Linked DNA regions of Mus musculus: all the other regions are linked to region 6. The links are chromatin contacts, called in public ChIA-PET, HiChIP or PLAC-seq and promoter capture Hi-C maps. All regions are on one chromosome and are shown on one strand. Each heading gives the region's core, a stretch centred on a gene start, on an enhancer-like site or on the middle of the called end of the contact. The rest is flanking DNA. Distances are from core to core; before and after follow the strand shown.

Region 1 (2,700 bases), core at 58-2,557, 330 kb before region 6:
TTTTAGGCCAATATACTCAAAATGACATTTCAGTACATAATCAGTATAAAATTGTGAATGTGTTGTGTGTGTGTGTGTGTGTTGTGTGTATGTGTGCTCATTTCTTCACATTAGGCCATTTTGACTTACAGTTTTAATAGCTAGCTACTGACTGCCATACTGAACAGAGAATGGCCACACCTGGTCTTCCCAAAAATCAAGGTAAACAGCCCCACAGAAGAGTGTTCCATACAGCCATACGTGCGGGACCATGTCTGCAATTTTACCACTAGTAAGGTAGAGACAAGAGGGTCTGGAATTCAATCACCTCCACTACATAGCAAGTTCAAGAATACTCTGGGCAATATGAGACCAGGTTTCAAACAAACAAACAAAACCAAATAAGCTACCATGTAGAGGATTCAGATATTATTTATGTCAATGGTTGACATGACAACTCAGTGCAATCATGCATTTAAATAAAGATCACAATAAACCCACAATGAGTATGTCCTCTCTCTAATAGTACTGATTCCTTCCGGGGGTGTAGCCTAATGGTAGAGTGCTTTTCAGAATCATCCAGTGAATGGCTAGGGGTGTGCCTCAAAAGTAAAATGTCTACTTAGAATCCCCAAGCGAGGGGCAGGAAGTATCGCTCAGTGACAGACCACTTATGCAGTATGACAGTACCTTATCATATCTTCTAACTATTGCTTACTTTACCACATATTTAAAACACATTGTCAAACGACCCAGGGTAAACTGGAGATGAATATACCCACACTGAGGTAGCAAGATCTTTCCAGGAGCTCAATGGCTTCAAGTTCCCTTTACCGGTGGCAGAACTGCATGTACGCAGACCCACACACACACACACACACACACACACACACACACACTCACACACACTCCCAAATTCTACATGCTTTCCAAGGGACGCCCATAATCGGGGCGACTCGCCGATCCCGACCCCCGCGATGCCGCTCAACAGCCATGCTCTCCTCACTTGCGAACGTATTTCCGGGCTTCATTCTGGTCATAAAACTGTTGAGAAGAGAAAAACACATGGGAGTTTTAAGGGAAGAATCCAAAAGCAGTCATTCTAGAAAAAGACCAAGACCTGGCGGGGCTCTCACCAGCTCCGGCGGTCCGCTGTGTTCGGGTCTCCGGCTACGAGATGCCATCTCGATGGTATGGCAACGCTGGGACCGGCGAGCACTAGCGCGACGCTTTGACGTCATCAATCTGCGCCCGCCTCAGGCGGACCTTTTCCCCCGCCTTTCCTTTTATTTGATTGGCTAGAAGGTGGGGACGCCGCTCAGGATTCGAGGCCTCCATTGGCTGCCTCGGCGCCGCCCCCTCCCAGCCACAACATGGCGGCCGCGCGCTGCCTGGGGTGGACCCTGTCACCGCTATGGAGATGGTGGCAGGTCCGGGGGTTGCCTCCGAGTTCCGCCACGGGTTTGTGCTCGCGAGGGAGGACTTACTCCCGCACCGCCCTCTATGAGCTGCTGGGCGTCCCCTCCACGGCCACGCAAGCACAGATCAAAGCGGCGTACTACCGGCAGAGCTTCCTCTACCATCCGGATCGCAACCCCGGGAGCGCCGAGGCCGCCGAGCGCTTCACGCGCGTCTCCGAAGCTTACCTGGTCTTGGGCAGCACCATCCTCCGGCGCAAGTATGACCGAGGTTTGCTCAGCGACCAGGACCTGCGCGGACCTGGCGTCAAGCCCTCTAAGACGCCCGTGGCCGATCCCGCTCCTCCTCGCCCTCCTCCCTACACCCCTCGGGCTCCCGGTGGCTCTAGGGCTTCTCCCGGCGACGGTCGCACCATGTTCGACTTTGACGCCTTCTACCAGGCGCACTACGGAGAGCAGCTAGAGAGAGAACGGCGTTTGCGCGCCCGGAGGGAAGCCCTTCGCAAAAAGCAGGAGAACCAGGCCAACAAGGGGACCAGCTGGGACGATACACGAGACGCCACTTTCTTTGTCGTCCTTTTCCTTATCTTCGTCTTTGTTGGCTTTCGTATTTAATCGGAGAAAAGGAGGGGAAGGGATCCAGCCCAAGCAACCTTCCTTTCTAGACCTTTGAACCATTGGTCTGCGATTGACTTGACTTCCTCTAGTGGTGTTCTCTTGACCCTCCTCACACCCTCCAGCCTGGCCAGTGATCAACACATCCCTCTCCTTTGGTCCAGAAAAAGACGCTTTTCAGTGGCCAAGAAAGAGGCCCCCGGATAAAGATTCCTGTGAAGACCAGAAATTTAAGTGCTTTCCAGAGTCCCCTGGGTGCCTGTTCATTTCTAGAAGTTACCTTCAGTTGCCAACTCCCAGAACACTTGCTGCGGTTTTAACCAGAAGCCCTGAGCAAGATTTGCCCTGTCCCCTGCCACATGTCTGTATAATAGGTGGTGTTTCCCCTGTAACTGCTGAACTGTGCAATACGACTGGTTGTCCGATGCCAAAAAGATTTAATTCTTGGGGACTCGAGTGAAATTTGTTTTTCTGTGTTACCCCAAGCCACAGGTGAGACTTGATCAAAGATCCAGCAGACGCTGGGGATGTAGCTCTGTGAGAGAATGCTAGCAACAAAAGGCACAGGGTTTAGGCCCCAACTCTGTTATCTTTTGTGTCCTCCTTCCCCACTAAGAAAAAGAGTCAAAGATTGCCAATTTTTTCCCCTCAGTTCTGTACCACACCATTTCTGTTGTGTGGAAGTGAG
Region 2 (2,700 bases), core at 102-2,601, 400 kb after region 6:
CACCACATAAACACATACCACCCAGCAAAAACTCCATGGCAAGAGTGAAAGTAGGAAAGCAATGACCTTTATGTCCTCTGGCTACATGCTTTTTTGACAGTCTCACTATGTTTAAGGTAATACAAAATCCCGCTTAAGGTGAAAAATCCTTCTGAGCGCTGGGATCTCAGGTCCCACTGCCACATTGGTGTTGGCTCCTGCCTGTCAGGTCTCGCCTGACAGCTCTGGTCTCAGAACTAGCAGGAGAAATGAAGGTGAAGGGCTGGGACCCCAAGGCTCCAGAAAAGACACCCCCAGATGTCTAGGCAGAGCAGGGATCTCCAGTCTTCCTTGGCAGCCTGCTCACACAGGAGAGTGCTGGGCTAGCATTTCAGGCAGCGAAGGAGCAAGTGTGTCCAAACTTCTGAGCCTGAGATTAAGGCCTTGCCAGCTACAAGGTTCCTCATCAAAAGTCCCACAATCTAGTAAGGAAAACATTGCATAAGGTCGACAGTTCCCTGGTAGAGGACATGTTCTTCATAAGCACAAGGCCGTGAGTTTGAACCCCCAGGACTCACTGGCCAGGCAACCTGGTCACATCACTGAGTGGCAGGCCCATGAGACAGACTGTCTCAAAACCAAGATGGACAGACTGGATGTTCTGAGGAACACCTGAAGTTGACCTCTGACCTCCACACACAAGTGCACACACAGACAAACACACCTGAACACACGTGCACACAAATATAAATCTAACAAAAGAGGGAGATGACTCGATGTTTTAAATAACTTCACAATTTGGTGTTAGGCCACAGACTGAAGCTGCTTCAGTCCAATGAGAAAGATCCTCTTTGCATGCGAAGTGGGCTCTAGACTACATTCCGGGAAAGTGCCAAGAGACTCCTAGCCAAAGGCCGGCACTCCACGATGCAAGAACACAACAGAGAGCCTGAGAGTCAACGGGGTGGCTGTAAGCAGCTTGGGAAGGGCCAACTCACTTCTCAGCCCCATTTCCACTCCCTCTCAGCGCCACTGGGGAGATGCTCAGTGGGGGAAATACCTAGTACTTAAACACAGACGAAGAGCACACAGAAAAAGCCAGGTGTGGCATTATGCACATGTAACCACAGCACTGAGGAAATTGGAGGTAGAACGGAGACAGGAGGATTCCTGGCACTTGCTGGCCAGCCAGGCTAGCCAATCAGGGAGCTCTGGGGTCAGTGGAAGACCAGGAAGAGCTGGAGGGATGACTTAGCAGCTAAAAGCTAGTACTGTTCTTGTAGAATGTCCATCCAGTTAACTCCCTCCCTGACCACCTCCTGTTTCCTGACTAGCAAAGCAAGGCGAGGGTGGTGATTGGAGTGTTAATGTGCTCATTATGCAAGCCATTATGAGAGGCAGTCCTTAGCAGCTTCGAGGCAGTGGGGGACCCGAATGAGAACAAATGGATTGTAGAAGATTGCTGGGGTCAGGGGAAGGAACCACGGTCGCATTGGAAAATGAAAAGGAGAGCAATTTAGTGAGTTTTCGTGAGTTCGCTGTGGTGTCCAGGCTTCCGGGCCCAGACTCTGCAGTTCCCTCTGTGGCCAGAAGAGGGGGCGAGAGGCCGATGCTGTGCATAGTTTCCAGGCAGACTAGGTCACTCGGGAGTGAGATTAGCATTCCAGAGCCAAATCAGGCTAGCCGTGCTGTCTGGTCTTGTCTCATCCAGGCAGAAGGGAGGGGACAGTCGCCAGCCGCCAGAGTAAGAGCAAACAATAAAGGGAGGGCCAAGGAAAGACGCCCCTAGGTCGGAAAGCAAAGCTCTGAGTCTCTGTAGGTTTGAGGGAGTGGCCAGACTGTCTATGGGCTTTTCCTGCCTCCAACGCTCTGGACACTGGACAAGGACAATGCTGATATCCAAGGAGAAAGGAGGCTGATATTCAAACCCAGTGTAGAAGAAAGCTACCTAGGGGACAGGAGTGGGGACAGGCCCAGGTCTGCCCTGCAGTTTCTGCAGACATCTGAGGCCAGAGACCTGGCCTGGGGCCTGTATTCTGGGCTCAGGATAGATCGCCTGAACCTACTTTAAAAGGCTATTGTTAGCTCCCAGTAAGAGGCTTATTGCTCTTCCGGAGGACCTGAGTCCAGTTTCTAGCACTCAGGTGTGGACTGTTCCAGAGGATCCAACGGCCTCTTCCAGGCTCTGGGGACTCCTGCACTCAGGTGCTGCACATAAATCTGCACAGGTAGGGGACTCAGAGATGGCTCAGTGGTTAAGATGACTGGTTGCTCTTCCAGAGGTCCTGAGTTCAAATCCCAGCAACCACACGGTGGCTCACAACCGTCTGTAATGGAATCCGATGCCCTCCTCTGGTGTGTCTGAAAGCTGAGAACTCGTACATAAAGCAAATAAATAAATATTTTAAAAACCAAAACAAAAGACTGTGCAGGTAGACATATACATAAAAATGACAAATCTGACCGAGAGAGAGAGAGAGAGAGAGAGAGAGAGAGAGAGAGAGAGAGAGAGAGAGAACTGTTGTCTCCTTTTCTCTAACACAAGGGGATCCTAGCCAGTTGACTAGATCACATTCTCTCTTGACCCTCTTCATTCTGTTATGCCATCTAACTGGGGTCACTGCAGGGCAGACAGAAGCAGATGCCAGAAGTGGAGAACCTCTTGAAAATAGTCACCCCAGGATAGCTGACCTACTGGGGAGGAAGAGACATTTCCGTAGC
Region 3 (2,700 bases), core at 182-2,681, 490 kb after region 6:
TGTTTCTCTGTATAGCCCTGGCTGTCCTGGAACTCACTCTGTAGACCAGGCTGGCCTCGAACTCAGAAACCCACCTGCCTCTGCCTCCCAAGTGCTGGGATTAAAGTCGTGCACCACCACCACCTGGCCCAGCTTGCTCTCTTATAGAACCAAGACTACCAGCCCAAGAATGGCTCCACCCACAATGCCCCCCCCCCCCCGATCTCTAATTGAGAAAATGCCTTATAGCTGGATCTCATGGAGGTATTTCCTCAAAGGAGGCTCCTTTCTCTGTGATAACTCCAGCTTGTATCAATTTGACACTAAACCAGCCAGTACAAGTATCCAGGTTCAAATTCTAGCACCCACCTGGCATTCCAATTTCTGATACTCTCTGTAACTCAAGATCTAACACTCTCACACAGACATTCATGTAGGCAAAACACTGATACACATTATATATATATATATATATATATATATATATATATATATATATATAATAAAAAAAAAAAGCGGCCGGGTGTGGTGGGGCACGCCTTTAATCCCAGCACTCCGGAGGCACGGGCAGGTGGATTTCTGAGTTCGAGGCCAGCCTGGTCTACAAAGTGAATTCCAGGACAGCCAGGGCTATACAGAGAAACCCTGTCTCGAAAAACCAAAAAAAAAAAAAAAAAAAAAAGCATCAAATAGCCCAGCGGTGGTGATGCACACCTTTAATCCCAGCACTTGGGAGGCAGAGGCAGGCGGGTTTCTGAATTCGAGGCCAGCCTGGTCTACAAAGTGAGTTCCAGGACAACCAGGGCTATGCAGAGAAACATTGTCTTCAGAAAAAAAAAAAAAAAAAAAAAAAAAAAAGCAAAGCAAAACAAAACAAAAAAAAAGCATCAAAATAAAAAAAGAAAAATCCTACTTCAGAGAGAGAGAGAGAGAGAGAGAGAGAGAGAGAGAGAGAGGAGAGAGGAGAGAGAAAGAGAGAAAGAAGAAAGAAAGTCAGTTTCTGGGTCAGAAAGATACTCAGTGAACACTAAGGCGCCTGCCACGAAGCCTTTGCTCCCCAGGAGATACACTATAGAAGACAGCTATCTTGCCGGTGTCATGAGACCTCCACAGGTGTGCCATGACATGTGTGTTCCCACGGGCCTCCTTCTGGTTCAGACCAGGTTCAGTTGCTTCCCAGTTGCGACACAAAAGACCTAACCTCTCCTGGTTATTCTCAATAAAAAATGGGGCTGGCCCCAGGCCACCGCCCTTCAGCCAGCAGTGTCCTAAACCCGACAGTGGGAATCGCTCCAGCTACCGGTATTACGCCGTCATTTGTTTTCTTCAACAAGAGAAGTTTCCAGATGGGGGCAGAACCTTCCTGGCCCCGCCTGCCCGCCCCCTTTGCAAGCTTAGGGGGAGGAATGCAGAGGGGAGGGGCGGCGAGGGGCGGCCCCTGAGACGGTCATTGCCATTAATAGAGACCTGAAGCACCGCCTGCTAAAAATACCCGGCTGGGCACACATAAAAGCACGCTGGGGCTCCAGTCCGGCACTTCTCGGATCCTCAGCCCAGTGCTTCTAGATCCTCAGCCTTGACCAGCCAAGAACATGACCGAGCGCCGCGTGCCCTTCTCGCTGCTGCGGAGCCCGAGCTGGGAACCATTCCGGGACTGGTACCCTGCACACAGCCGCCTCTTCGATCAAGCTTTCGGGGTGCCCCGGTTGCCCGATGAGTGGTCGCAGTGGTTCAGCGCCGCTGGGTGGCCCGGATACGTGCGCCCGCTGCCCGCCGCGACCGCCGAGGGCCCCGCGGCGGTGACCCTGGCCGCACCAGCCTTCAGCCGAGCGCTCAACCGACAGCTCAGCAGCGGGGTCTCGGAGATCCGACAGACGGCTGATCGCTGGCGCGTGTCCCTGGACGTCAACCACTTCGCTCCGGAGGAGCTCACAGTGAAGACCAAGGAAGGCGTGGTGGAGATCACTGGTGAGTTTCCCTTGTGCCCAGAGGGGACGAAGCTGCCGAGGCGAGAGTGGTGGCTGGGGGGCTGAGGGTGGGGGCTGAAACCCTGAGGAATAGAACCCTGAGAAGTTAGAAATGAACCTAGGGACCCGGAGCCCGCATCATTCTCCTTTGCCTGCTTCTCTTGCCCCGGAACGCGGGGTGCAGGTTGCTCTTAAAAGCTCTGTCATCTTCGATGATATGGACCAACAGCTGGGGATGTAGCTCAGGGTAGAGCTTCGCCTGGCCTGCCGGGAGGCCTTGAGGCTTTGCGTTCCACCCGCAGCACAGAAACAAAATGAAGGAAGACCCAACACACCTTCTGGAAGACCTCATTCCCAAATAAGCAAGCGGCAGGATCAGGGTCCCTAGACCCAGCCGCAGAGGCTTTGAGTATACCTACCCTGGTATCCAAGTCTGGGTCAGAGCCAAGCCCTTCGCATCCCAAATCTCAGAAGGGAAGTTTCTGGAAAGTTTTAAGATTCCAGACAGTCAGGCACCCCGCCGCACTCGGGTTTGTTTGCCTCCCTGGGGGGTCCCAGCCACTCCTTAGCTAGGACAGCAGAGGGCTGCTTCTGACCTTCTGTCCCCACCCACAGGCAAGCACGAAGAAAGGCAGGACGAACATGGCTACATCTCTCGGTGCTTCACCCGGAAATACACGTGAGTTCTGATTCCTTGCATGGAGGGCGGGGAGGTGGGGGGGAGGGGGAGCGGACCCAGGGCGGAGGGCGAAGA
Region 4 (2,700 bases), core at 66-2,565, 390 kb before region 6:
CTATGACCAAACCAGCTCCGGAACTGCTAAAGGATGGACCGCAGCAGAAGAGGGCTGCGGGGACTTTCCCTAGACTATGAGGGGAGACAGCAGGGGGCAGGCTTTCTGGGGGAAATGGGTGCAGAATGCGGTGCAGTCTGGGCAGAGGGTTGCCACTCTCTGCTAATGGCGGGTTGTTAATGAGGGCTCTTTCTTCCTTCCTTTTTTCTTTTTTGAGACAGAGTTTTTCTATGCATTTCTAGATGTTCTTGGACTCTTATATACAAGGCTGGCCTTGAACTCATAGAGAACCGCTTGCCTCTGCCACCAATGTGTGGGATTAAAATTGTAGCCACTACACCTGGCCCGGAGCCATCTCTATTCAGTGCAGGTAACTACAGTACAAATCCCTGGCTAAGGGTTTAATCCTGGTTTTTCAAATTGACCTGGACCAGGAACGGAAGACTGGACTAAGACTCTGGTTCTGCCTGTTGGCCCAATCCTTTGCCCTTTCTGCACCTCAGTTAATCGATTAAGTGAGGAGATCGAGCGAAAGCCCCTTCCTCCTAGGTGTTTCCTGTGAGGAGACAGAGAGACAAAGCACTCGTGCTCTGGGGAGCCTGACAGGGCTCCCAACTACGGAGCAAGGCGCCAGAGAGCTGGCGGGAGCTGGAACAAGAATCACTCCTGGCGCCTCCTGACCATGCCGGAGGCACAGAGAGCATGGTACCCACCCAGGGCGGTGCCTGAGGACAGAGGAGCAGGCCAGGTGGGGTCCGCTCGCCAGCCGAGAAAGGACTTCTCAGTTTGCTAGGGACACGCCCCACACTTGCGCCTCGAACTGAGGACCTCTGATCGCCAGTAGGGAAACACTAGAAGACTAAGAAGCTCTTAAAAGAAGAGGCGTGGCCTACGACGTTGTCAAGGGGTTCAGGGAAGTGTGCACAGAACCCGGCAGGATTACGTAATGGCGCAAAAGCCGGTGCCACAATCGGGTAGCTCCGCCCAAGGCGTGGTCAAGGAGTCCAATTCCGGGAGCTAGAGCAGTTTAAAATGTTGCGAAACCGTGCAAGGGCCTCTTACAGCCCCGCCTACGATAGGGCGTGGCCAAGGAACTGAACTCGCAGATGCATGCAAAGTGGGAATTACGTAATGATGCAGGAGGCGGTCCCAGAGTCCCCGGTGGCTCCGCAAGGTGTGGCTAAGAAGCCTACGTCCGGGTGCCTGGCAGTGGCTACGACGGTTGAGTGACGGTGCGAAGAACAAGCCAGTTGGTGACCCCGTCCAGGGCGTGGCAGGGGCTCACAGATCTAAAGGGGATTGTATATTGTCCCAGAGGAGGGACCAGTCCCACGTAGCGCTTCCCTGGTCCTGGTCGGGAACTGGTCTCTAAGCGGCTCACAGCGTCTGTAGGAATTGCGTAGTGGCGCAAGGGGGCAGGGCTAGCGCTGTATGGCTACGCCCAGCCTGTTACCAAGCCAGCTAGTCCTACAGACCAGGCTCAAAGTGGCTGCAGGAAATGTGTAACGTGCAAGGGCTGGGGTCGTCTAGCGGCTGCGTCCAAGAAGCTTCTGCTTTGGGAGGGGGCTGAACTGACTCCGGGAATACATTAGACCACGTGGCCTAAAGTGGCGCCTCGATGGGGGGGGGGCGGGGGAAAAGGCGGAGCCCTAGTTGGAATAGACAGGGCTCTGAAAGGCGGAGCGTGCGCAGGACAGCCCTAGGAAGCACACTTTGCGGGCTGTGGGCATGCTCCGCTGGGCGCGAGCGTGGAGGGTCCCCCGTGGGGTACTCGGTGCCTCCTCTCCCAGGCGTTTGGCGGTTCCTGTCACGTTCTGTAGCAGCCGCAGTAGTGGCCAAGAAAACGCCGATCTGAGGTCAGCCAAGGGCACTGGGAGGGTTGTTCTCCACTGGTCCACTTCGCACGCGGCTTAGCTGGCCCCGCCTCTCCTTTGGCCTCGCCCCTTTTTTCTTTCACTCTCTCCTCCCCCTTACTCCATGGTGGCCCCCACCTTCCAGGCCGCTGCCGCTGTCTTATAATCTTCTAGATGGAGACGCGACACTCCCAGCCATCGTCTTTTTGCATGGGCTCTTCGGCAGCAAAACCAACTTCAACTCCCTCGCCAAGGCAATGGTTCAGAGGACTGGCCGGAGGGTGAGCTTCCGGATGGGGCGGTGCATGGGTGGGCGGGGGCTAAGGGGTAAGGCTGAGGGCAGTGGACCTAGTTTCAATCACTCAGGTCTGGGCTCTTGGTGACCTGAAAATGGAAAGTTTCAGTGCCCAGTAAACCGTAAAACATCTATGAAGAGGCCTGGTCCTGTAAGATGCCCCACAGTTAGTCCATTTATGTTACTGAGACATAACAGGTCTCTTTGTCAGGTCCCAAAGAAACTTGGGACAATTTTGTGGCACCTACTAGCATGCCAAAGCACACTCTAGCCTCCTGGCTTACTCAGTACGAGTGGCAGCTCTCTGCTCTTGTTACCCCCGACCCCTTACTATAAACCTTTCCAGTCCAGAGGCTTCCCGTCCCCCAGCGTCTCTTTCCTGTTAACCCAGCCATTTAAGCCATTTGCTCCCTGACTACTCTGATCCTCCTTTGGTCTGCATGCCCTCTCTCCTTGGCACCTGAAGTTCTCATTTGATCTCCACATGTACACCATGGCACGTGCTTGCGAAGATATAACTTGCGCACATGCATACATGTGTGTATATAATAA
Region 5 (2,700 bases), core at 68-2,567, 410 kb before region 6:
GTAGGAGTGTCTCATGGAGAAAGGACCCCAAGCACGGGTCCTCGAAGAGGATGTATAGGAAACTAAACCAAAAGAGCTGTATCCTAGCTGAGGTGAAGGGAAGAGGCAACGGGAGAAGTCGGAGCATGCGCCACCCCAAGGTGTGCGGCAGGGGAGTCAGTGTCCGGAGGCAAAAGGAATTGGTGTTTTGGGGGCTTTTTTGGTGTTACTTTGTAGCTTGTTTGAGCCAGGGTCTCATGTAGCCCATCTGGCTTTGAATTCTCCGTGTCGCCAAGATGGTCTTGAACTCCTGCCTGCCTCCACTTTCCCAAGCTCTGGGACTACAGGCATGGCATGCTGCACAGGGCTTCTGCACAGGAGTTGTGAGACACAGTTTCGCTGTATCTGGCCTTGAACTCACAGCTGTCTGCTTGCCTCAGCCTCAGGCAGGAGCCAACACACCTGGCTAGACGTCTTTTTTTTTTCTCATGTGTATCAAATCTCTTTCCCACTGTTCACTCACCCTGGTACTCACTCTGCCCCGCCCCCACCCCCAAAGGAAAGAAAACAAGACTCCATCTAGAGAACCTCCGTGGGGGAAAGCAGCTTCTAGGTGGGCGGGCATTTGAGCTAAGCCATGTAGGCTTGCCACCAGCCCAGGTCACATGAGGGTGCTGGACAAGAATTTGAACTCAACACCGGTCCCTGAGGTGCAGAGTGGGCTCTGCAGGTGGTCGTTGTCCCTGGTTTCAGAGTTCTGTATATCAGGTTGCACTTGGACAAGGCCAGAGTGCTTGTGTCAAAGCCTGAGGGACTTGGAGCAGGTGCTACAATTCCATCCACCTACGGCGACAAACAGCCTCAGCCACGCCCCCACCTAGGTCCTCCCAGTCCGGGTTGTCCAGAGGAATTGGCCGCGCCTCCATCCTACGCCTCCCGCGCTAAAGAAGACGGAGGTGGGGGACAAGAGAGTCAAGCAGTTTACAATTGGTGATTTGCACTTCAAATCCTTGAAGCGCCCCTCCCACTCTGTATAGCTCTAGAGAATTCGTTATGCTTAAGGAGCTTGGGGAGGTTGGGAAGGGAGGGAGCTTAGACGACCCCGCCCTCCTTCGATACACACTCTCCCACCCCACCCCCACCCCCGCCACACACAACACATACACTTCAGCATTGAGGTTCTAGCCAAATCCTTTCTCCTATGGTGAAGGGGGTTGGGGAGGACGGACCGGACTGGACGGGACACACGTCACTGTCCCCTGGGCCAGAAGAGCGAGCTCCACCCTCCTCCTCTAGGCACCAAGCTAAGTCCAACCCACCCCATCCCAGAGCCAACCCAGTCTCAGAAGCCAGTCTCCAAAGCCACAGGCAGGTGCAGGGGCAGTCTCTGTGCGAGCCCCAGGAGAGGAGCCGTTAAGCGCGCTCCGTCCTTTGCCACCCACCCGTCGTTCCCGGCGACAGACGTCCGTCAGTTTTCGAAGGGCAGTTGATTCCCAGGTCCAGCGGCCGCGATCCCTGGTCTCCCAGTCCCCTGAGCTGCCCGGCCGAGCCGGTTCAAGTCCAGCAGCCATGTCCATGGGCCTGGAGATCACCGGCACGTCGCTGGCCGTGCTGGGCTGGCTGTGCACCATCGTGTGCTGCGCCCTTCCCATGTGGCGCGTTTCGGCCTTCATCGGCAGCAGCATCATCACGGCGCAGATCACCTGGGAGGGCCTGTGGATGAACTGCGTGGTGCAGAGCACCGGTCAGATGCAGTGCAAAATGTACGACTCGCTGCTGGCCCTGCCGCAGGACCTGCAGGCCGCCCGAGCCCTCATCGTGGTGTCCATCCTGCTGGCCGCCTTCGGGCTCCTCGTGGCGCTCGTGGGCGCCCAGTGTACCAACTGCGTACAAGACGAGACGGCCAAGGCCAAGATCACCATCGTGGCGGGAGTGCTTTTCCTGTTGGCGGCTCTGCTCACCTTAGTACCGGTGTCCTGGTCGGCCAACACCATCATCAGGGATTTCTATAACCCGTTGGTGCCCGAGGCCCAGAAGCGGGAGATGGGAGCTGGGTTGTACGTGGGCTGGGCTGCCGCCGCGCTGCAGTTGCTAGGGGGCGCCTTGCTGTGTTGCTCCTGCCCACCGCGCGACAAGTATGCACCCACCAAGATCCTCTATTCTGCGCCGCGATCCACCGGCCCTGGCACCGGTACCGGCACCGCCTACGACCGCAAGGACTACGTCTGAGGGGCCGGGTGCACGCAGACCGTACCGTCACCACTACCAGCAGTCGATGAACCCCACCCGTCCAGCGTGCAGCCTCGCGTCTGAGACCACCCCACCTTCCAGATGGTGACAGACGACACACAGTCTGCTTGCTAGGCTGGAAGAGGACAGACAGGCTGGCATCTCCCCTTCTCCGGCTGCCACCTGACTACCGGGCCTAGGAACTGTCCAAGCCGAATGGACAAAGAAACCTCGCCCTTCCCAAGAACTGGGCTGGGGTGGCCACTGCAGCTACTTGCCAGCCCCGCAGAAGCTCACAGTGGGCAGAGACAGGCAAACCATGAAACGGGCCATTTCATATTTTTCAATAAAAGTCTTTCGTTTTTTGCAGTCGCTGGAGCTTCCTTATCCTGAACGCCACCGCACAGGCTACCACCTCCCCTACGGGGCACCTGCTGGGGACTGTCCCTCGAATAGCCCTCATCACGGGCAGCGAGCTTTAAACAGCTTCAC
Region 6 (2,700 bases), core at 176-2,675:
TTTTTTTTTCCTTTCCCCCAACTAACCACCAATACACAGCAAAAACCAAACATTAACAGGTATTCACCACCTCAACTAAGCAGACTTATCAAGGCCAGTGAAACGTCTTGTGAAGGAGCTTGCTGCCAAGCTGGAGACCCAAGATCAACCTCAAATTCACGTGGAAAGAGAAAAAGGACTCCAGCAAGCTATCCTCTCATCTCCCTGTGAATATGCAATTTAAAAAGAAAAAAATGCTTTTATCCAGAATCCGGGTTGAGTGTAGTGGAGCACACCGGTAATCCCAGCATTTAGTAGGTGAAGGCAGGAGGGTCAGCAATCCAAAGTCACCCTCATGAGTTCAAGGGACAGCTCAGATACATGAGATCCTGTCTCCGGGGGGGGGGGGGGGGGGAACAAAAACCCAAAGGCTGGGGAATAGGTAGAGGGCAAGCTTGCCTGCTATGACTGAAGCTGTGGGTTCTATCCCAGCACAGCATACAACCTGGTGCAAACCTGTAATCCTATCAGTGAACTCGCTCAGAAGACGAGGCAGGAGGATGAGTTCAAGGACAGGCTCAGCCAAAGAACGGGGTTGAGATTAGACAGCCTATGCCATCAAATACCCTCTCTTAAAAAAAAAAAAAAAGAAAAAGAAAAAAAATAAAGAGAAAAGAGAGTAATGGGAAAAGGGAGGGAAGGGCGTAGAGATAAAAAGAAAGGGAAAAGGCAAAGAAAAGAAAAAGGGGAGGTGAGTTAAATCCGATTTACAGGTTGAGCCCTACGTCAAATCCGCGGCCGCAGAGACCCCACCCTGGGAAGATCGCCGGGGCTTACCGGTGGGGCGGCCTCCGGGAGGGTCGCAAAAGCGGGGTGGGGAGCGCGGGGTAGACGTGGTGGACTCGCTGGACCGCCGAGGCCGGAGGCGGGGAGCGTGCGGGTGGGCGGCGCCCCGGCCTCTCCCTTGGGTCCTGCCGGAGGGCAGGCTCGGGCGGGCCGGGCTTGCCCAGGTAGCTGCCCATGAGTAAGAGCTCAGCCGGGTCGGGGCCTCCCAGCGGGCTGCGGGGTTCGCAGAGGCTACCGTTGACTGGTGACTTGGCCGGAGGCGGTGAAGCGGTGAGAGCTGGCCGCGGGTGACGGCGCGCGTCGCGCACGAAGGACGACAGGGCCCTCGGGCCGCGGGGTTCTCGGCTCAGGCCCCACCAGGCCGCGCTCGCCCCCACGGCCAGCCAGGCCAGCGCGGCCGCCGCGGGCACCAGGTAGAGCGCGAGGCCGAGCAGCGCTAGGCCGAGGGCCGCAGCACCCGCCGGTCCTCCGTAGCCGCGGGCCCGGCTCCGGCCTTCCCGTCCGCCCAACGGGGGCCGCCGCCGCTCGCCTCCGTCAGCCGCCGCAGCCGCCGGAGACATCGCGGCTCCGCGCCGCGGAGCGGACTTAAATATCCCAGGGTACACCGCGCCGCGCGCCGCCGCCGACGTCACTGTCGTCGACGCGGCGCGCCGGGTGGAAAGGGGAAACCGCCGCCGCGTGCGGAGCACGGCGCGAGAGCCCTAGTTTGAAAAATTACAGCTTAGGTAGGCGGATCGGTGCACGCCTTGCCTCTCAGAACGCGGGAGGCGGAGGCAAGAGGAGTTCCGTGAGTTTGAGTCCAGCCTGGTTCACAAAGACAGTTCCAGCGCGACATGGAGACATAAAGCCTGTCTCAAAACAGCAAAACTTAAAAAAAAAAAAAAAGAAAGAAAGAAAAGAAGAAAAGTACAGCCCGGTTTTTGACGCTGGAGGTTTCCCTGACGCTCCTGGACTGCAGAGGAGTGATGTTAGAAATCAAGGCACAGAACGGAGATGGGTGGCACGCGCCTGTAATCCCGGCATTTGGGAGGTGAAGGCAGGAGGATCCCGAGTTCTAAGTCAACCTGGGCTACTTAGTGAGACCCTCCCCGTCTAAAACAAAATAAAACCCGATCAGTCAGACCCTGTATTGGAAAAGGCCAATCAGGCCCTGTGTGGAGGCTCACTGTTTATCGCAGCGAGGTCAGTTCCAGGCCTGCTGGAGCAACACAGTGAGACCCTGTCTCAAAATAATTTTTTAAAATGTGTGTTTTGCTTGAATGTATGCTGGGATTACATTCACACCATCACATCTTACACTTGCGTGGAGGTTGAGGGTCAACGGCAAGTGTCTTTCAATCTCCTTTTTTTCTTTTCTTTGTTGTTGTTTCTCGAGACAGGGTTTCTCTGTATAGACCTGGCTGTCCTGGAACTCACTCTGTAGACCAGGCTGGCCTGGAACTCAGAAATCCACCTGCCTCTGCCTCCCAAGTGCTGGGATTAAAGGCGTGCACCACCACCGCCCAGCAAGTCTTTCTCAATTACACTGCACATTATTCTTTGACACAGGGTCTCTCACTAAACCCAGAGCTCACCAACCTGGCTAGGCTGGCTGGCCAAAAAGACCCAAAATCTTTTTGTGCCTACCTCAGTGCTTGGGATTACAGGGGCTCCTACTGTGCTCAAGCAAGCTTGCTCAGCAAGCCCTGTACCAATGGAACCATCTTCCCAGTCCATATTTCCCCCCTTTCCATCCTTCCCTCCGTTCCTCCTTTTGTTTGTTTCTTCTTTTTTTGAGGATGATAGACTGAGAGCTATTCCTCCACAATCAAGAGTAAGATAAGACTAGACTTGGGGAGGGAAGGCTAGATGGATGAGGGAGAAGCGGGGAGAGGC
Region 7 (2,700 bases), core at 19-2,518, 460 kb before region 6:
TTATTATTATTGGGTTTTTTTTTTTGAGACAGGGTTTCTCTGAGTTCCAGGCTGTCCTGGAACTCACTTTGTAGACCAGGCTGGCCTCGAACTCAGAAATCTGCCTGCCTCTGTCTCCCAAGTGCTGGGATTAAAGGCGTGCGCCACCACCGCCCGGCTTTTTTTTTTTTTGTTCCCCAAAACATAATGATTGTTTCTAATTATGAACGAATAAATGATTCTGAGTTGTGACTGCATATAGGGGCAGATATTTGTGGCTTTCGAGCTTAAAACCTCTGTACCATTCCGGCTCTGAGGGGAAGTCCAACTTCCAGGTCTGTTCTTCGGTCCTGATCGATCAGCAGCGGTCTGAGCACAATAAAGTTTTACCAGCTGTTTAACTACTAAGATGAACATTGGAAGACGCAGTCTGCTCCCAAGTCGGTGCTGTTGTCCCTGTCTGGTCAGTTTCTGCGCCTGACTCAAACAAAGTTCTTGCTTTGCGTGGACTCTTGTGTCTGCATGGGTTGTTTTGGATTTTCAGACCCTAAGAAACCATACAAATACTAAAAAACGGGGATCAGTGAGATGGCTGAGCAGATCAAAGCACTTGCTGCCAAGCTTGAGAATCTGAGTCCCATGCCTGGAAGTCCCATGGTAGGAGGAGGAATCAAAAAATGGCTCTCTGGCTGCTACACACCATCTGCCCCCCCCCCCAAATAAATTGGTTTTTTTGTTGTTTTCGGGTTTGTTTGTTTTTTAAATACTGTACCCAGGAGCAATGGCACAACGCTTAAATCCCAGTTCCTGGGAGGCAGAGGTCCACCTGGTCTATATAAGGAGTTCCAAGTCACCCTGGGCTCCATAGCAAGACCTTAGAAAGAAAGAAAGAAAGAAAGAAAGAAAGAAAGAAAGAAAGAAAGAAAGAAAGAGAGGAAGGAAGAAGAAAGAAAGAAAGAAAGAAAGAAAGAAAGAAAGAAAGAAAGAAAGAAAGAAAGAGGGAGGGAGGGAGGGAGGGAGGGAGGGAGGGAGGGAGGAAGGAAGGAAGGAAGGAAAAAAGAGAGGGAGGAAGGGAGCGAGGGAGGAAGCGAGGCAGGGAGAGAAACTTTTTTATTTGTGAAAAAACAAAAACAAATCCTCACGTGAGTTTGAGATCTTCTCACGCAATACGCTCATTGGCTCAGGGAGGGTAGTCTGTCATTTCTTTCTCGGATTGGCTGTTTTATCTCACGGAAACCCAATCGTCGCGGTGCTGGAGGCGGGGCCAGGCTCTCAGACACGCCCCTCCACTTCCCTCGGGTCTGCCTGGAGAAGGGGGTTCCGCGCGGTGAGTTCTGAGCCTGTACCTTCTTGGAGACCCTTGTGGTGAGGAAGAACCCCACCCGCGCCCCCGATCCACCTCCGGGAATGATGGGCTGAGGCGTAGTCCTCCCTCCCTGCGCGGGAGTGCCCCCGCTCTATGAGCCCCTCCCCATACAAACAGCGCCTCGGCGTACAGGTCAGCTCCTGCCATCTCCCACTCAAGGTCTTGTTTGTAGCTTGGGACCGCGTTGGAGCACTGATAACCTCCTCCGCCGGGTGAGGGAGGACGGAAGACTGTGGAGGACCTCATCACTGGGTGGACTCTGCCCCCGCAGGAGAATGACTCAGGAGGAGGCTGGGCGGCTGCCCCAAGTACTGGCCCGGGTCGGAACCTCCCACGGTATCACCGACCTGGCCTGCAAGCTCCGCTTCTATGACGACTGGGCTCCGGAGTATGACCAGGTGAAAGCACGTGGGTCCTCGACTTTTGTGGCTCAGATTCTGTTTTTATAAGCAAAGCTAAAATAGTACCCATGCATCTCAGGGAAACTTGGAGCTGAAAAGAGACCTGGGAGATGTGCTCCTTAGAGACCTGCACCCACCCCACCCCCACCCACCCCGGCTGACCTGTAAGCAACCCCTAATTAATCCTGCAACAAACACGAGGAGAGAGCCTGCAGGAGGCGCTATTGAGACATCATTCGGTATAGACAGACCAGCTAAGAGCTGCCACAGCCAGTAGCCAGCCAGCTTGATCCCCACTAGTGTGGGGTCCCTTGACAGTAAGACACCTCAAAGCCGGGAGTGGTGGCGCATGCCTTTAATCCTAGCACTCGGAAGGCAGAGGCAGGCGGATTTCTGAGTTCGAGGCCAGCCTGGTATACAAAGTGAGTTCCAGGACAGCCAGGGCTATACAGAGAAACCCTGTCTCGAAAAAAAAGTAAGACACCTCAAGCTCGGGTCTTCTGTTACTGGGGTCCTAGGAGGATCTGAACTCTAAAACACACAAGCTCAAACTGGCAGAACTTGGGCACCCCACAAGGTGAGTCGTCTAAACACTATGTTGGGCTAAGTGCTATCTCCTCAGGATGTGGCTGCTTTGAAGTACCGAGCCCCACGCCTTGCTGTGGATTGTCTCAGTCGAGCCTTTCGGGGCTCACCCCATGATGCCCTGATCCTCGATGTGGCCTGTGGCACTGGCCTGGTAGCTGTGGAGGTAAGATCTGATACACCACCCTGCCTTCCCTTCAGCACCCAGGACCTCCTACATGCTACTGCTCAATTAGTCCTGAGACCCTGCCTAGTAAATTCTAGGCAGGAGCTCTACCACAGAGCCATGTTCCCAGCCCCTCCCTGGGGGATTCTAGGCAGGGGCTCTACCACAGAGCCACGCCCCCAGCCCCTCCCTGGGGGATTCTA

Evidence for each region. Promoter capture Hi-C pulls out the DNA fragments that hold promoters and counts their contacts. ChIA-PET counts read pairs in DNA pulled down with a chosen protein or histone mark. HiChIP or PLAC-seq counts read pairs in DNA pulled down with a chosen protein or histone mark.
Region 1: a contact with region 6 is called in a promoter capture Hi-C map of erythroid cells, with 4 times the contacts expected there. The contact joins the promoter of Dnajc30 here to the promoter of Pom121 in region 6. A contact is called at or near these places in 4 of 39 promoter capture datasets (cranial neural crest, erythroid cells, liver and 1 more), 2 of 484 Hi-C or Micro-C datasets (B cells and CD4 T cells), 3 of 115 datasets of contacts at active chromatin or transcription factors (bone marrow-derived macrophages, extraembryonic endoderm stem cells and pancreatic cancer cells) and 2 of 9 other capture datasets (adipose tissue and pancreatic islet).
Region 2: a contact with region 6 is called in an H3K4me3 HiChIP or PLAC-seq map of bone marrow-derived macrophages, with 3 times the contacts expected there. The contact joins the enhancer-like site here to the promoter of Pom121 in region 6. A contact is called at or near these places in 1 of 15 datasets of contacts at CTCF or cohesin (large pre-B cells), 7 of 484 Hi-C or Micro-C datasets (the G1E-ER4 cell line, bone marrow, bone marrow-derived macrophages and 3 more), 15 of 115 datasets of contacts at active chromatin or transcription factors (the SCID.adh cell line, bone marrow-derived macrophages, craniofacial prominence and 10 more) and 2 of 9 other capture datasets (embryonic stem cells and liver).
Region 3: a contact with region 6 is called in a promoter capture Hi-C map of liver, with 3 times the contacts expected there. The contact joins the promoter of Hspb1 here to the promoter of Pom121 in region 6. A contact is called at or near these places in 1 of 39 promoter capture datasets (liver), 2 of 115 datasets of contacts at active chromatin or transcription factors (bone marrow-derived macrophages and embryonic limb bud) and 3 of 9 other capture datasets (adipose tissue, embryonic stem cells and liver).
Region 4: a promoter capture Hi-C map of pre-B cells shows a contact between it and region 6, with 4 times the contacts expected there. The contact joins the promoter of Abhd11 here to the promoter of Pom121 in region 6. A contact is called at or near these places in 5 of 39 promoter capture datasets (the HPC-7 cell line, the SN4741 cell line, cranial neural crest and 2 more) and 1 of 115 datasets of contacts at active chromatin or transcription factors (memory CD8 T cells).
Region 5: a contact with region 6 is called in a FOXA1 HiChIP or PLAC-seq map of pancreatic cancer cells. The contact joins the promoter of Cldn3 here to the promoter of Pom121 in region 6. A contact is called at or near these places in 1 of 39 promoter capture datasets (cranial neural crest), 1 of 484 Hi-C or Micro-C datasets (embryonic stem cells) and 1 of 115 datasets of contacts at active chromatin or transcription factors (pancreatic cancer cells).
Region 7: a contact with region 6 is called in an RNA polymerase II ChIA-PET map of memory CD8 T cells, with 6 read pairs. The contact joins the promoter of Mettl27 here to the promoter of Pom121 in region 6. A contact is called at or near these places in 2 of 484 Hi-C or Micro-C datasets (both in CD4 T cells) and 1 of 115 datasets of contacts at active chromatin or transcription factors (memory CD8 T cells).

Annotation. Positions count from the first base shown.
Region 1 is chr5:135,062,899-135,065,598 of GRCm38.p6, forward strand. It overlaps Dnajc30 (DnaJ heat shock protein family (Hsp40) member C30), which reads left to right and starts at 1,308. Exons shown (of 1, transcript NM_025362.3): 1 at 1,308-2,467. The coding sequence starts at 1,353. The coding sequence ends at 2,012. It overlaps Bud23 (BUD23, rRNA methyltransferase and ribosome maturation factor), which reads right to left and starts at 2,061. Exons shown (of 13, transcript NM_025375.4): 1 at 1,626-2,061; 2 at 1,116-1,277; 3 at 986-1,023. The coding sequence starts at 1,163.
Region 2 is chr5:135,793,145-135,795,844 of GRCm38.p6, forward strand. No RefSeq gene overlaps it. Among named protein-coding and RNA genes, the nearest start is that of Mdh2, 16 kb to the left of the region's middle. Within about 2 kb of position 1,352, at least 225 of the 459 cell types and tissues checked have an H3K27ac peak or open chromatin away from gene starts, as enhancers often do. A contact at or near this core is called in the G1E-ER4 cell line, the SCID.adh cell line, bone marrow-derived macrophages and 8 more, where this site is marked.
Region 3 is chr5:135,886,488-135,889,187 of GRCm38.p6, forward strand. It overlaps Hspb1 (heat shock protein 1), which reads left to right and starts at 1,432. Exons shown (of 3, transcript NM_013560.2): 1 at 1,432-1,947; 2 at 2,562-2,625. The coding sequence starts at 1,572.
Region 4 is chr5:135,007,984-135,010,683 of GRCm38.p6, forward strand. It overlaps Abhd11 (abhydrolase domain containing 11), which reads left to right and starts at 1,316. Exons shown (of 6, transcript NM_145215.2): 1 at 1,316-1,856; 2 at 1,999-2,134. The coding sequence starts at 1,729.
Region 5 is chr5:134,984,897-134,987,596 of GRCm38.p6, forward strand. It overlaps Cldn3 (claudin 3), which reads left to right and starts at 1,318. Exons shown (of 1, transcript NM_009902.4): 1 at 1,318-2,580. The coding sequence starts at 1,549. The coding sequence ends at 2,208. Wbscr25 (Williams Beuren syndrome chromosome region 25 (human)) reads right to left here. Exons shown (of 5, transcript NR_026907.1): 5 at 2,537-2,694.
Region 6 is chr5:135,393,121-135,395,820 of GRCm38.p6, forward strand. Pom121 (nuclear pore membrane protein 121) reads right to left here and starts at 1,426. Exons shown (of 13, transcript NM_148932.2): 1 at 817-1,426. The coding sequence starts at 1,385.
Region 7 is chr5:134,931,105-134,933,804 of GRCm38.p6, forward strand. It overlaps Mettl27 (methyltransferase like 27), which reads left to right and starts at 1,269. Exons shown (of 6, transcript NM_024479.2): 1 at 1,269-1,306; 2 at 1,518-1,743; 3 at 2,369-2,497. The coding sequence starts at 1,621. It overlaps 9030607J07Rik (a long non-coding RNA gene), which reads right to left and starts at 1,567. Exons shown (of 3, transcript XR_868588.3): 1 at 1,476-1,567; 2 at 1,122-1,284; 3 at 1-526.